Linked DNA regions of Mus musculus: all the other regions are linked to region 1. Evidence: chromatin contacts called from public Hi-C and promoter capture Hi-C data. All regions are on one chromosome and are shown on one strand. Each heading gives the region's core, a stretch centred on a gene start, on an enhancer-like site or on the middle of the called end of the contact. The rest is flanking DNA. Distances are from core to core; before and after follow the strand shown. Region 1 holds the start of Sec22c (SEC22 homolog C, vesicle trafficking protein). Region 2 holds the start of Plcd1 (phospholipase C, delta 1). Region 3 holds the start of Fyco1 (FYVE and coiled-coil domain containing 1).

Region 1 (3,980 bases), core at 1,061-3,560:
ATTTAGTACAGCCAGGTACCAGCGCCCTTCACAGGCGTAGTACTGAGGAAAGCATGCTAAGGGGACAGTAAGCCCGTGATGGATTCACTCTCTGATACAAGATTTGAGACCTGATTTCCAGCTTGGGATCTTCTAGGCTCCAAGCTGCTCGTGGATGAGATACAGAAGGAGACAGGGACCAACTACGGCATCGCTAAGAGCTGAGAGCAGAAGATAGCTGAGCTGGATACGAAGAATATCATGGCGTCCCTCTGTACTTGATCTTAGTCAAAGGGCTGAGAAGAACTCCACCTACCTTCTTCAATATTTGTGGGTGCTGCACCTGCAGATGCAGCCGACCTCAGATGGAAAATATTTTTAAAACAAAACAAAACAACTGCTTCTGTACTGAGTATGTACAGACTTGCCACGATTCCCTAAGCAATGTAATATGCAGCAACCACACACACAGCACACTATGTAGATGTTCTAATTAATGCAGATATTGTCCGAGGCACACGGGGAATATGCACAGATTTCTATAAACACGAAGCCACTGTATGCAATGGGTTGAGCCCAATCTCCCAAGGATGCAGAGGGACTAAGACCTTCGTATGGATAATGCTACTAAGTGCTCAGAGCTTCCTTGGACCCACTTCGCAGGTGAGGAAAACTAAGGATCAGGAGGTAGAAGCAGACTTCAGTCTCCCAGTTCCATACTCTTTCCACAGTATGTGGACCTCAAAACCAAACCTCCGAGTTCTCAGCTATTGTCTCTCTAAAGACGCCCTCTCCACCGCAGAACTGCCAACACCTAACCAGAGGCAGTGTGGGTCTCAAACCTGTAATCCCAGCACCAGAGAACTTGGGCTATAGTGAGACTATGTTTAAAAACAAAAACAATCTCTAATCAGAGACTTGCTGGTAGAGGAAGGGTCCCTACAAGTGCCCCTTGAAATGCAGAGTGTGGTGGCTTAAGCTCATAATATCAGCACTTGGGGGGTGGGGTGGAGGCAGGAAGGTCAGGAGTTCAAAGTCACCCCCAGGCGAGTGGCATGTTAAAGGGCAGTTTAGGCTGCAGGACAGCCTGCCTAAAACAGAACCAAGTGGTGAGTAAACTGCTGGAGTTAAAGCTCAGAGGCACACACCGTTAATCCCAGGATTTAGAAGAGGCAGGCAGACCCAGGCCAGCATGGCCTACACAGTAAGTTTCATACCAGCCAGGACTACAGAGTGAGACCCTCTCTAAAATAAAATAAAACCACCTCTCCTTACCTAGTGTATTATACTCTAAAGTCAGTTGTCTTGTCTGGCTATGCACTGCCTCTATCTCTGCCACCTGAGTGCTGGGATTAAAGATGTGCACCATCACCCCAGCCTTGATCTGAAATTCTTTATGAGACCTCAAGATGTCCTCTCTGTTGTCCACTAAACATTTACGAGGCATCTCTAGGGACCTGTCTACAACTGTCTTCCTGAGAAAGCTGCGGTGCGAATGAATCCTGTATATCAGTGTCAGGCTATGCAAAGCTGTCCCCGTTCTCATTTCCCTGACAAGTTCTTTACCTGAATAAACTCTCTGTGTAGACTTTTACAGACACGTTGCTCTAGCATTGGCTCTGCACTGAGGGTTGCTTTAGTTTCTCTGATCTTGTCACCCGCTACACCAACCGAGCTGGGCATGGAGGCCATACACCTGTGATCCCAGAACTTGCGGGGCGGGGAGTGGAGGCAGGAGGATCCCAAGCTCAAGGCCAAACTCGAGTTACATGGGGCTCCGTTTCACAAGACCGCAAACTGTAACGGCACCTTTCATCAGAGGTAACTCAGTTCCTTCCCTGGATTTGGCTTTTTGCAAGCTTGACCCCCGCTCTGCTCTGCAGGTTCTTTGTCCCGGCTTATCCAAGTCCAGGAAAGTTGGTGTAGGGGTGACCAGGCCTTGAAGAAGCCAAGTTCTGCTAGACCAGCAGACTAAGGAAAGTTTGCTCTCAAAAGAAGCAAGTGACAGGACTAGAGTTCAGTCTACATAAAGGGAACCACCGCCCCGCCCTCCCGAGACACGCCCCGGCCCCGCCCCGGGCAGCAGGCACAGCGGGCAGCGCATCCCAGCCGGTACGCACCGTGCAGGGGGCCGGGCCTCGGCGGAGTCCCACCGGCCCGGGCTGCAGCCCGGTGGCCTAGACCCCGACCCCACCTCTCCACGCCCGCCTGGCCCGCTAACCTCACCTCGCCCCCGCGGCCGACCTCCGCCTCGGCCACCGCAGCCCACCCCGGCGGCCGGCGGGGTGCAGGTTACCCGCGGCCCGGCTGTAGGAGGCAGGATGTGGTGCTCATGCGCACACCGTGAGCTCCCATTCGCTGCTGCTAAGCGACGCCAAACAGACCAATCGTGGGGCGTCTCTGCTGTCCAGTTGTTCAGACCCGGGAATTGAGTGAATCTACCAGGGCTGGCCCGGGTTTGCTCCCCTCAGCCCGCGTCTCTTCCGCAGGTCCCCAGGCCCACGTGCGAGTCTCACCTCGAGCGGTGAGAAGAGGCTCCGACGTCCCCACGATGCCTGGCCTGGAGCGGACAGGGCTGTTCTCCAGAGGCGTCTAGGCCCCGTGTGACTGGAGTGACACTCCCTGGGCGTGGGTTCTTGCAGGCTACGCAGCTGGGCAAGAGGCCCGAGATAGAGGATCCGAAGAGCACAGCCTTCTGCCAGCCTGGAGGAGGTGCCAAAGTCCGATCCCTGAGCCACACACACCTCGCTATGAGGCTGGAGGGAGATTGGGTAGCACAGTTAGGCCCTTACTGTTTTGACAAGTGCTGAGCACCGCTGTTTGCCGCGCACTGCGTACACAGGAAGTGTGAACACAGAAACCAAATCAAGAGAAGGGGGTAGGGCACCAGGCAGGAATTCTGGTGTTTAAACACGAGTTATGCTTCACAGAAGCATGGGTTCCAAAGAGAATTTACAGGAACAGTTGTCTTGGAGTTGGGGCTCAGGAAAAGCTTCTCCAAGTCTCAGGCCATTGGGCAAGGGAGAGTTTGTGTGTTTCAGAGACATTTGCTTGTGCACAGAACTCTGTGGGGCTGAGGATGTATCTCTGTTGATAGAATAACTGAACTACAAAACCCCGGGTCAGGCCTGTCACCCTCTTCATACATCAGAACTCCAGGCTTTCCTTGGAACGTCCCGGCTCTGGTTCTCAGGACCTCAGCTTCTCACTAATGTTACATCATCAGCTTCACGGATACTTCATTTTTATCCCTTGAGACAGGGTCTTGTGTATCCCAAGCTGACCTTGAATTCACTGTGTAGCAGGCTGACTCTGAAGGCTATCCTACAAACTCCATTTGCTGGGCGCTGGGATTACCGATGTGTGTGTGCTTCCACAGCAAGGTTGTGTGGCTCTGGAGCTCAACCCCAGGGCTTCCTGCCTTCTAGACAAGAGCACTACCCACTGGGCCACATCCCCAGTCCCAGCTCCCCTGATTCTGAGGCCAAGTGCAAGTCAGTGAACCCCAGAACTGGCTCCCCTGGTTCTCAGCCTCTGTCACCACATGAGCATGTTCCCCTCATAAACCACCATATAGTCAGAGAGAGCCTATCCATTCCATCTCTGCGGAGAAGCCTACAGTGGGTGCCAACCTAGCAGCTGGATAGACACGGTACATGGAGAGACCTGAGCTGAGTGAAGACTTCTAAACGACACTTCTCTGGTGGGTGGAAATGGAAGCAGGGCTTATGTAACCACAGACAAATTACAAAACGAACACAGGAAGACTTGTGACAGCCTAAGATAGCCTTTGGGCATTATTGTGTTCTGGTATTCAAGTCATGCCATGGTTCCCTCCCACACCAAGTCAGGGCTTGTCTGTAACAAGTCCCAACAAGGCTAGTTCATAACATTCACAAAGGAGAAAAACATGAAGGAGACCAACACCCTGTCCACTGTGTGCTCTGTCTACATAGAGGATATTTGGTATTAGACCTAGAAAACTCTAGATTTAGCAGTTG
Region 2 (3,980 bases), core at 529-3,028, 2.6 Mb before region 1:
GGTGGATGCCACGCTTGAAGCGCTGGGCCCACAGGTCCGTCAGCTTGGCCACAGTGTACATTCCAGTCCTGCAGGAAAGGCTGGACTGAGTCACAACTCCAGGAGGCTGGGCTCAAACAGGATGGGCCAGGCTGGCCAAGCCTGTGCTGTATTAGACTGAGGCTCTGTGTCTTCCTGGGTACGGGAGATACCAGGGCTGACCCAAGAAAGAAATGGGACCAGGGTACAGACACTGAGGCCTGCTCCATGACCCAGGTTCCATGACACTATGGCGGTCAGAGGCAGCCAGAGGGAGGCGGCCAGGGGAGAGCCCGCCCCTCTCCACTGTGACCCTCAGAGCGGCCACCCTCTGTTCCCACCAGTCAGGAGCTGTAGGGGCATCTCTGACCTCTGGAGAGAATGAGGGAACAGTGGGAGGGGCAGGAACACAGCCCAACAAGGTGGCTTTTAGAAACCCAAGCTTACTGGGCCCCCACAACAATAAAGTCCAGGTCAACTGATGCAAAACAGGTTGGGGGCTGCCTGCAGGGCACACATCCAAGGGGGAGTGGAGCGGAGGACAGGTGAACACAAAAATCTACAGCCCAGGAGGCAAGGCGTCTTAGTGGGTAAAGGCAATTGCTGCCAAGCCCAGTGACCTGAGTTTGATCCTAGAACGCACAAGATAGAAGGAGATAACTGATTCCTGCAAGTTGTCCTCTGATCTCCATACACCCATACCCCCTCCAGCACAAGTACACGTTGTTTAATTAAAAAACAAAAACCAAGAACCTACAATCTCAGGGATACTCGAGTTAAGTGAAAAATACTGTGAAACCGTGGATCGATGTGAGAGGAGCAGGTATTGCTGAGCTAATAGATGACCTGGGGAGACACGAAGGAAAGACTCCCCACAGCCCCTCCCACAGAGTGTGCGTAAATACCACTTAGTTCCTTGCTCTTCCCTGGACGCTTCTAAGACAGGCAGCCAGGAGCCTGCGCTTTCCCTCTCTGCTAGAGGGACAGGCATGGGGAGAAGAGCTAGCCCAGATGGGAAGAAACAAAGCCGGCTGGACAAAGGACCAAGCTGCCAGGCGGTTCTAACTGAGATCTGGCCCAGTCCGACCAGGAGGGTCAGCAAAAAGACAGCGCTGCTCCTCCCAGCCCTGGCATCGCTTTTCTCTGTTCTGGGGAGCGAAGGCTGCCAGAACGACTTCAGCCAAACTTGCACACCTCCTCCTCGCCCCACCCATTTACACCCTCATCCGCCACACCCGCGCGGCCTGACTCGCTTCAGGCGCACCCGTGTTTTGGGGAGCCTCTGAATCGAGAGTTTGGCTAAGGATGCTGTCCCTTTCCTTCCCTGACCCCTTTGGTGCCATCTGGACCCAGGAGCCCAGCCTTTTATGAACAGGCTAAGGGGAAATCCCCGAGAGATGTCAGCATTGCTCCCCGATCTCTTGGGCCAGATTTGGGGGAAAGTCTGGAAACGCCCAAGGTTGTGTCCAGCGCGGGCCGAGGTTTTTCTGGGATCCCACAAGGGGACAAGGAGTTGGCTCTCTGGTGGTTTAAATGCGGCCGAAGGAGCTGTTATCCCTGCCGCCCGGGTGTATTTCGGCTTTCCCGAGGGTCTCCCCTACGTTCGGGACACTCACCGTGCAAGGTCAGGAAGTCCCGACCGGAGTCCATGCCGGTCGGGGCGCGCGGAGGAGGGGACGCGGCGTGATTCACTTGAGCAAAATCACCAAGCGGCCTGGGGTCCTTGCGCAGTCCGGTGCAGGGACCCAACTGAACTGAGATGGGAGGCGGCCGGGGGTGGGTCCAGAACACCGTACCGCCCCCCGGACCCGCCAACCGGCGCTTCTCCCCGCCCCCTCCAGGGGACCTGGAAAGGACGCGGTGCTGGGGGCCGGGAAGACTAGCCAACCCTGGCCGGGGCTCGGGCCAGCTGGGTGCGCCAGGGCCAGAAATAGTCAGATCCCTCCTGCTTCCTCCACCGCCACCACCCACAGGCCCTGTCATTACGGCGAGCTGCCGGCCCCACGCCCTGCCTGTGGGCGCCTGGCCTCGCCGGGGTTGTGGGTGATGTGGGAAAGAATCAGAATCGGGTCTTAGCGGGGACAGGAATCACTGCTAAAGCGGCTGATTAGCCAGGCAGTCTGGTCTGTCTTCTAAGAAATGCGTGCATGCACGGGCCCACATTGCCACGTTTGGGGAGAGTAATATCTAGATTTTTTTTTCAAGAGAGGGGCCCCTCTCTTTAGCTCTGAGAGACGTCTCATTTCCGGGGGTGTTGAAGGTGCTTTCCTTAAGGTAGGGGTAACAGCAAGCAGGTATAGGCCCCTCACTCCCTAATGAGGGGAGAAGACGGAGGCCTGCCGTGAGGCTGCCTGGGCAAGGGTCCCGATACTGGAGGCAGTTGGCCTGGAAGAGTCTAGCCGGGCTCTCCTCAGCTCTTTCTCTCCTAGCATTAGCAGGCCTCCGTGGCCTGTGAAGCATGGGCTGTCTCCCGATTCTGAGTGTTAAGGCTGGGTTTTAGAGAATCACTTGCCGTTCATGTACACCCCACCCCACCCGCACCCCCACAGTGTGGGGCTGGCACTCAGGCCTCCCACTCCCCACCCCCACCCCCGTCTTGATGCCCTAGGAAGGCCCCCCCCAGGTTTCCTTTCCACAAGCTGGGCGCTGTACTGCATGAAGAATGAGTAAGGCTCCATTGCAGACAGAGCCTGGGAAGGGGCAAATTGAGAAATTCCTTCCCTGACTTCCGTCTCTTTCTCCAAAGCCCTACTCTCCAGGTCTTCCCTGAGCCTTGGAACCTCCCCCCTCGGTCCTGTCCTGGAGCCTGGCAGGTATTCGCATCCATGAGTCAGGCCTCCTCTCCTACACCTGAGACCAAGAACTCCTGACACCAGCAGTTGGCACGGCTTCATCTCCAGAGTCATTTCTTCTTGTCATCTCCGTCTCCGAGTCCTGGGCTCCAAGCCAGGGCATTACCCACCACTAGGGCCTCTCCCTCTACCACAAAAGACCATGGCCGGGTTTATAGAACGCTCTGCTCCTGAGTACTCCAAGCTCACAGACACATATGTAGCTTCTGTTGCACGCATTGCAGCTCACTCATGTCCCCTCCCTGGCCTGGGGTTGCCAGGCAGACTTGGGGAGGCATGCTGACTCAAAGCTGTCCCAAGCAGCCAGGTTCTGCAGAAACAAAGAACGTCATGCTCAAGTGCTGACCTGCACCATGACACTCTTCCCATCCTCTTTCTTCTCCCTCTCTCACGGGGTGGGAGGCCCTCTGCTCTGTGCAGCTAGGTTTAAGTAGTGTGCCTAGGATGGTTGTGGAATCTGGTGGGGGAAGCCTTCCAGGGGCAGCGGTGTGGGCCTAGTCCTGCCCGGGTGCCACATATACTCTACTCAGAACCTTTGCAAACTCTCCTGAGACCCTGACTGCTCAAAGGGCCTCGGTGGTAGGCTTTCTTTGGAGCCTGAGACCTGAGACCTGTCCTCTATGGGCAGAGTTCCAGGTATTGTCCCACCCCCAACCCCTGGCTGCCCCAGTCTCAAGTGTCTGTGCAAAGGTGGGTGTGTGGGAAGGGGCTGGTGACTGTGGGCAGGTGAGAGAGGTCTAGTATTCCAGCCAGTACTAGTTCTGTTAGAGTCAGTTCCCTTGGCCCCCACGCTATCCCTCACTCCGAGGACAGCGTGGACATGTGTGCGCGCTATCAGCACAAGAATGCTAAATTTCAGGATGGTCAGGCTCCAGGGCTTGTCTTGCTCAGCCCCTCCCCCATGAAACTCAAACCAAGACCAGCCCAGGTGGGTGAGGCCAGTGAAGTTTATTCAGTGCTCTCCCTGTCTTTTAGAACCCAAGTGCCGGAGCATCAGGGTGAAGGGGTTGTGTTAAGTCTTGCCTCTACAATTTCCTGGTGTGAGAATCTGAGCAAGTCACTTTGCTTCTCTCTAACCAGGAACGACTGTCTGCTCTGGGGTAAACTGAA
Region 3 (3,980 bases), core at 1,101-3,600, 2.1 Mb after region 1:
TCAGCCCACAGATACTAAAACCAAACACTAGCCTACTCCATAAGTACTGTAACCAATTACCAGGCCACAGCATAGTCTTCAAAAACCACAGATTCTCCTACACCTTTCTACTAAACCATAATGTGCAAATATCCTCTTCTTGACACTGAAACCTGGACCAAAGGAAAATGGGCCTTTATTGCTGTTCAAATGCCAGAGTCTTATGAACAACAAGGACCGTTGGTGGCCACTATAACTAGGCTAGTTAAATGGCTCCAATGTCAGAAAGTGGATGATAATATTCCTCTTGCCCAACTGTGCATGGTCAGAGCTATGCTCCTAGGATGGTACAGACACTTCAGTTAATTTTAGTGATACATCAAAAAGTAACTAGAAAGCAGTGTTTTTCCATGTCTAAGCTCACAGAAACACCCCAGTTTCTACCCCACAATAACTTCAAATTAAGGTTCAAATGCTGTTAGAGAGAAGCAGGAACACAAAGTCACTCAGATGTCAACATGGTCACAAACAACTGGCCTCTGCTTACAGGTACCTCTAAGGTTAAAAACCTTAGTTATAACCCTTTCTGCTGCCTGGGAGATGCTTGTAGTGAATGTGGCCTCTAACTCTTGGGTTCCCAGTGGTTCCTGGCATGAGATCATAGGTAGTCAACACACTTCCTCTAGCTCACACTGCTACACCAGTCTTGAGTTTTATCTTGTTTTTGGAATCTCCAGAAATCAGAGGTGACCTGTCAGCTAACCATTCCCTGCAAAGGGAAGCTAGGACTAAGGACTGACACTTCTTGAGTACTCTGTGTTCTGGAGGCAGCAGGCCTCCAGCCTCAAGGACTAACATAAAACAAGACCACCAGATGTTTGTTATTGATGATTTTGCTATTACAAGTGGTGTCTTTTATCTCACTTCAAAGGACTGGGCTAAACACTTGGCACTTAGCCATGCTGGCTAAGGGGCAAAGGAACCTGAGACCATTTCCAAGTTCTAAACCAATTACAAAAATAAAGTAAAATATTAAGAACACACACACACACACACACACACACACACACACACGGTACTGCAGGACTCTGTATACGTTATCTATTTTCTTAATAAAATAAACAATTTTCAAGAAGTGATACACAAATATGAACATTAAACAAACAGATAAATTCTGTCTCCTAAAGCTATAGTTTTTTTTGTTTTTGTTTTTGTTTTTTTCAGATCCTTTTAGGTAAAGGAGGCTGACAGTCAGCCCTGGGCTGATTTCCAGGATAACAATCCTGGCCCATAATCAGTATTCTGCATTTCAACACAGCAGAACTGGTTGTCATAGACCGAGAGTGTCGGGGCAGCCAGGAGGTTGCAAAACTAAAAGTAGAAACCCACAGCTCCCTTCCCCCAACCCAGCAACAGCAGCAAGCAGATGGCAGAGGAATTAACCTGCTTCAGACCACCATTGCTGAGAGAGGCTGTAAGTAGATTAAGTCCTGAGCCTCTGCCCCATTTCTGTCTGGAAAGGAAACCACCTGTGTTAAGTCAAACAATCATAGGGACAGAAAGAAACAAGTGCTGTTTTTTCTGCAGGAGACAGCCCAGCCGTGGGAACTTTGCAGAGTGACACAGAGAATCATAGCATTAATAGGAAGCTACTTGACTTGGCTTAAGTGTCAACTACATGTTCTCTTCTTTTATGCAAATAGGATGTCGCTCCGCCCTGCCCCCCATCCGCAGCCCAAGCCTGGGTGCCAACAGGACAAGCTACCACACCAGATACATTCAGTCGTCCTACAGGTGTTTCCAGAAACTTGACCGCAGAGCCCCCTTGAACTATCTGAGCATAAGGGCAGCGGGTCAGGTCAGCGAAGATACAAAAGGAACAAACTGTGTCTCCTGGACCGAAGGGGCGTCAGGAGTCCTGCAGAGAGGAGGGTTTGGCTTTCTGGGGATCAAGTCCCAGTGCCCGCGAGAACTTCGGGGTTTGGCTGCTGTGCCAGGGGTTCGGGGAGAGCTGCCGAAGCTCCGCCTCACAGGGCGGCCCCCTTCTGCCGGCTCCGATCTTGGAACAGTGTTGAGGGTCTTTCTACGACCCCGCAGACAGCCTGCGTATTGGAGCTAACCTCTCTGGAGAGAGGGTTCTCCCGAGGCGCCCTGTGTGGGAGGGGACGACCCACGCCCCCACGAAGCTTCCGCGCCGACGTCCAGAAAGGCCCCAGTGTCCCCGATGCCTGTCCGGGCGCCTGCGGCACTTACACGCTCGTGGGTCCTCCGCTGGGCAGAAACGAAACTTTCTAGGGCCGAGCGGAAGAGTAGGCGAGCACAGAGCCGACTGCCATGAAGCGCCCAGTAGCCCCAGAGCGCGCGCGGACTACAACTCCCGGCATGCCTCACGGATGGCCTACAACTCCCGGCATGCTTCACGGATGGCCTACAACTCCCGGCATGCTTCACGGATGGCCTACAACTCCCGGCATGCTTCACGGATGGCCTACAACTCCCGGCATGCTTCACGGATGGCCTACAACTCCCATCGGGTGCAACTGGACGGTGGACGCTAACTACGACTCCCGGCATGTCTCACGGCAGACGTCACTTCCTGAAACTCGAACAAGCTTCGGATACCCGGAAGTCGTGTGTAGAATCCTGAACGAGTGCTGTTTACTGTTGTTAAGCTCATGCATTGTGACCGATTGGCTTTGAACTGTGCATGAGCTGTAAATATAAAATAATGTGCCCGATTCCGAAACCCCCCAAACAATCTGAGAATAATCTCATTAGTATTTTTGTACTATTACGTTTTATTTATGAAGCTAAAAAAAAATGAACTTAGTATGTACTGCTGGACCTAAGTTCTCAGTTTTTGTTTCCCCCTCATTAACAGACACTTAAAAAACAGTGTTTGAAAATATGTGCTAAAGAACTACCATGCTTAGCTTCCTCAGTCCCGTGTTTGCTTGTTGCTGAGTTGCAAAGCACCCTGAAGCCTGGTGCAATAGAACACTGCATTCCAAGTCCAGTATGGATGAACATGCTAAAGACAGGGGACAGTACATAGGAATGTCAGCCCATGATTAGGTTCGCTTCTTAGCTCTGGCTGGCTCCTCACACTGCCTTATTTTCATCATGTTAGCTAGAAATGCTTGTGTACCTTACAGGACTTAGCTAATAGTGGCATCTGCCAGACTTCAGCATTCCAGGTTCTCAGGATAAATTCATACAGGAAGGAAAAGAAATCTTTTAAGTTAATTTCATATTTTATACTGGAGGTATATGAGACAACATATTAACTTGATGGAGTTGTCAGTTTGTGGATGAGGATAAAAAAAACCTCACGAAGAGAAATGATTCCCCTTTCTGTTAACAAAGGAAAACAAAAAAAAGGGAAGAAGTGGGAGGAAATGACATCAGAAATAAAGATTTATCAATAGAGTGAACTAAGAAAAACTTGCTCTGACTACAGCCTGAACAGCTTTGGGATGTTAAGATTGAGAGTGTGAGGCATGTGGAAGACAACCTTGTGAAGGAATATGTGGGGTGGAGAGCACTGTGCCACAGAGTCCTGATCTGCTGTACATGGTGTCAGATCTAAGATGGCTCCCGGGACACCAGTGAGACAGCAAAAAGGAACTAAGGTCAAGACAGTGGCTGCTTCTGAGTCTTCACAAAAGTCCCTACAGGTGACAATGCTCGCCACACCCCTTCTCTCTGAGTTACCTCATCAGTCACAGCTTTTATTGGGATATGGTGAGATGTAGTAAGTTATGCTTGGCCAAGGATTTAGGGGCTTGGGATTGGCTCAAATACTGTATATAAGCTTATGTGCTTGGCAATAAATGCAGATCTGCACACTGATACTGATCTCTGGAGCTTTATTTACCAGGAGTTGTCACGTGACTCTGTCGCCTCTAAATGCCCATCCTCAGTCCTGTTCCCACAAAAGGGATTTCAAACACCCTTGTTTGAAACTTAGATCCCAAATAAATTTACAGAGAAGAGGAAGA

What was found. Promoter capture Hi-C pulls out the DNA fragments that hold promoters and counts their contacts. Hi-C and Micro-C count contacts between places; a contact is called where the count stands out from the background.
Region 2: a Hi-C map of muscle stem cells shows a contact between it and region 1, with 4 times the contacts expected there. The contact joins the promoter of Plcd1 here to the promoter of Sec22c in region 1. A contact is called at or near these places in 1 of 39 promoter capture datasets (embryonic stem cells) and 1 of 484 Hi-C or Micro-C datasets (muscle stem cells).
Region 3: a promoter capture Hi-C map of pre-B cells shows a contact between it and region 1, with 4 times the contacts expected there. The contact joins the promoter of Fyco1 here to the promoter of Sec22c in region 1. A contact is called at or near these places in 3 of 39 promoter capture datasets (the C10 cell line, liver and pre-B cells) and 1 of 9 other capture datasets (adipose tissue).

The regions. Positions count from the first base shown.
Region 1 is chr9:121,702,719-121,706,698 of GRCm38.p6, forward strand. Sec22c (SEC22 homolog C, vesicle trafficking protein) reads right to left here and starts at 2,311. Exons shown (of 7, transcript NM_001164562.1): 1 at 2,206-2,311.
Region 2 is chr9:119,091,724-119,095,703 of GRCm38.p6, forward strand. Plcd1 (phospholipase C, delta 1) reads right to left here and starts at 1,779. Exons shown (of 15, transcript NM_019676.3): 1 at 1,635-1,779. The coding sequence starts at 1,668.
Region 3 is chr9:123,849,549-123,853,528 of GRCm38.p6, forward strand. Fyco1 (FYVE and coiled-coil domain containing 1) reads right to left here and starts at 2,351. Exons shown (of 18, transcript NM_001110253.2): 1 at 2,233-2,351. Xcr1 (chemokine (C motif) receptor 1) reads right to left here. Exons shown (of 2, transcript NM_011798.4): 2 at 2,767-3,980. Gm51700 (a long non-coding RNA gene) reads left to right here. Exons shown (of 2, transcript XR_003948283.1): 1 at 1-1,453; 2 at 1,683-2,415.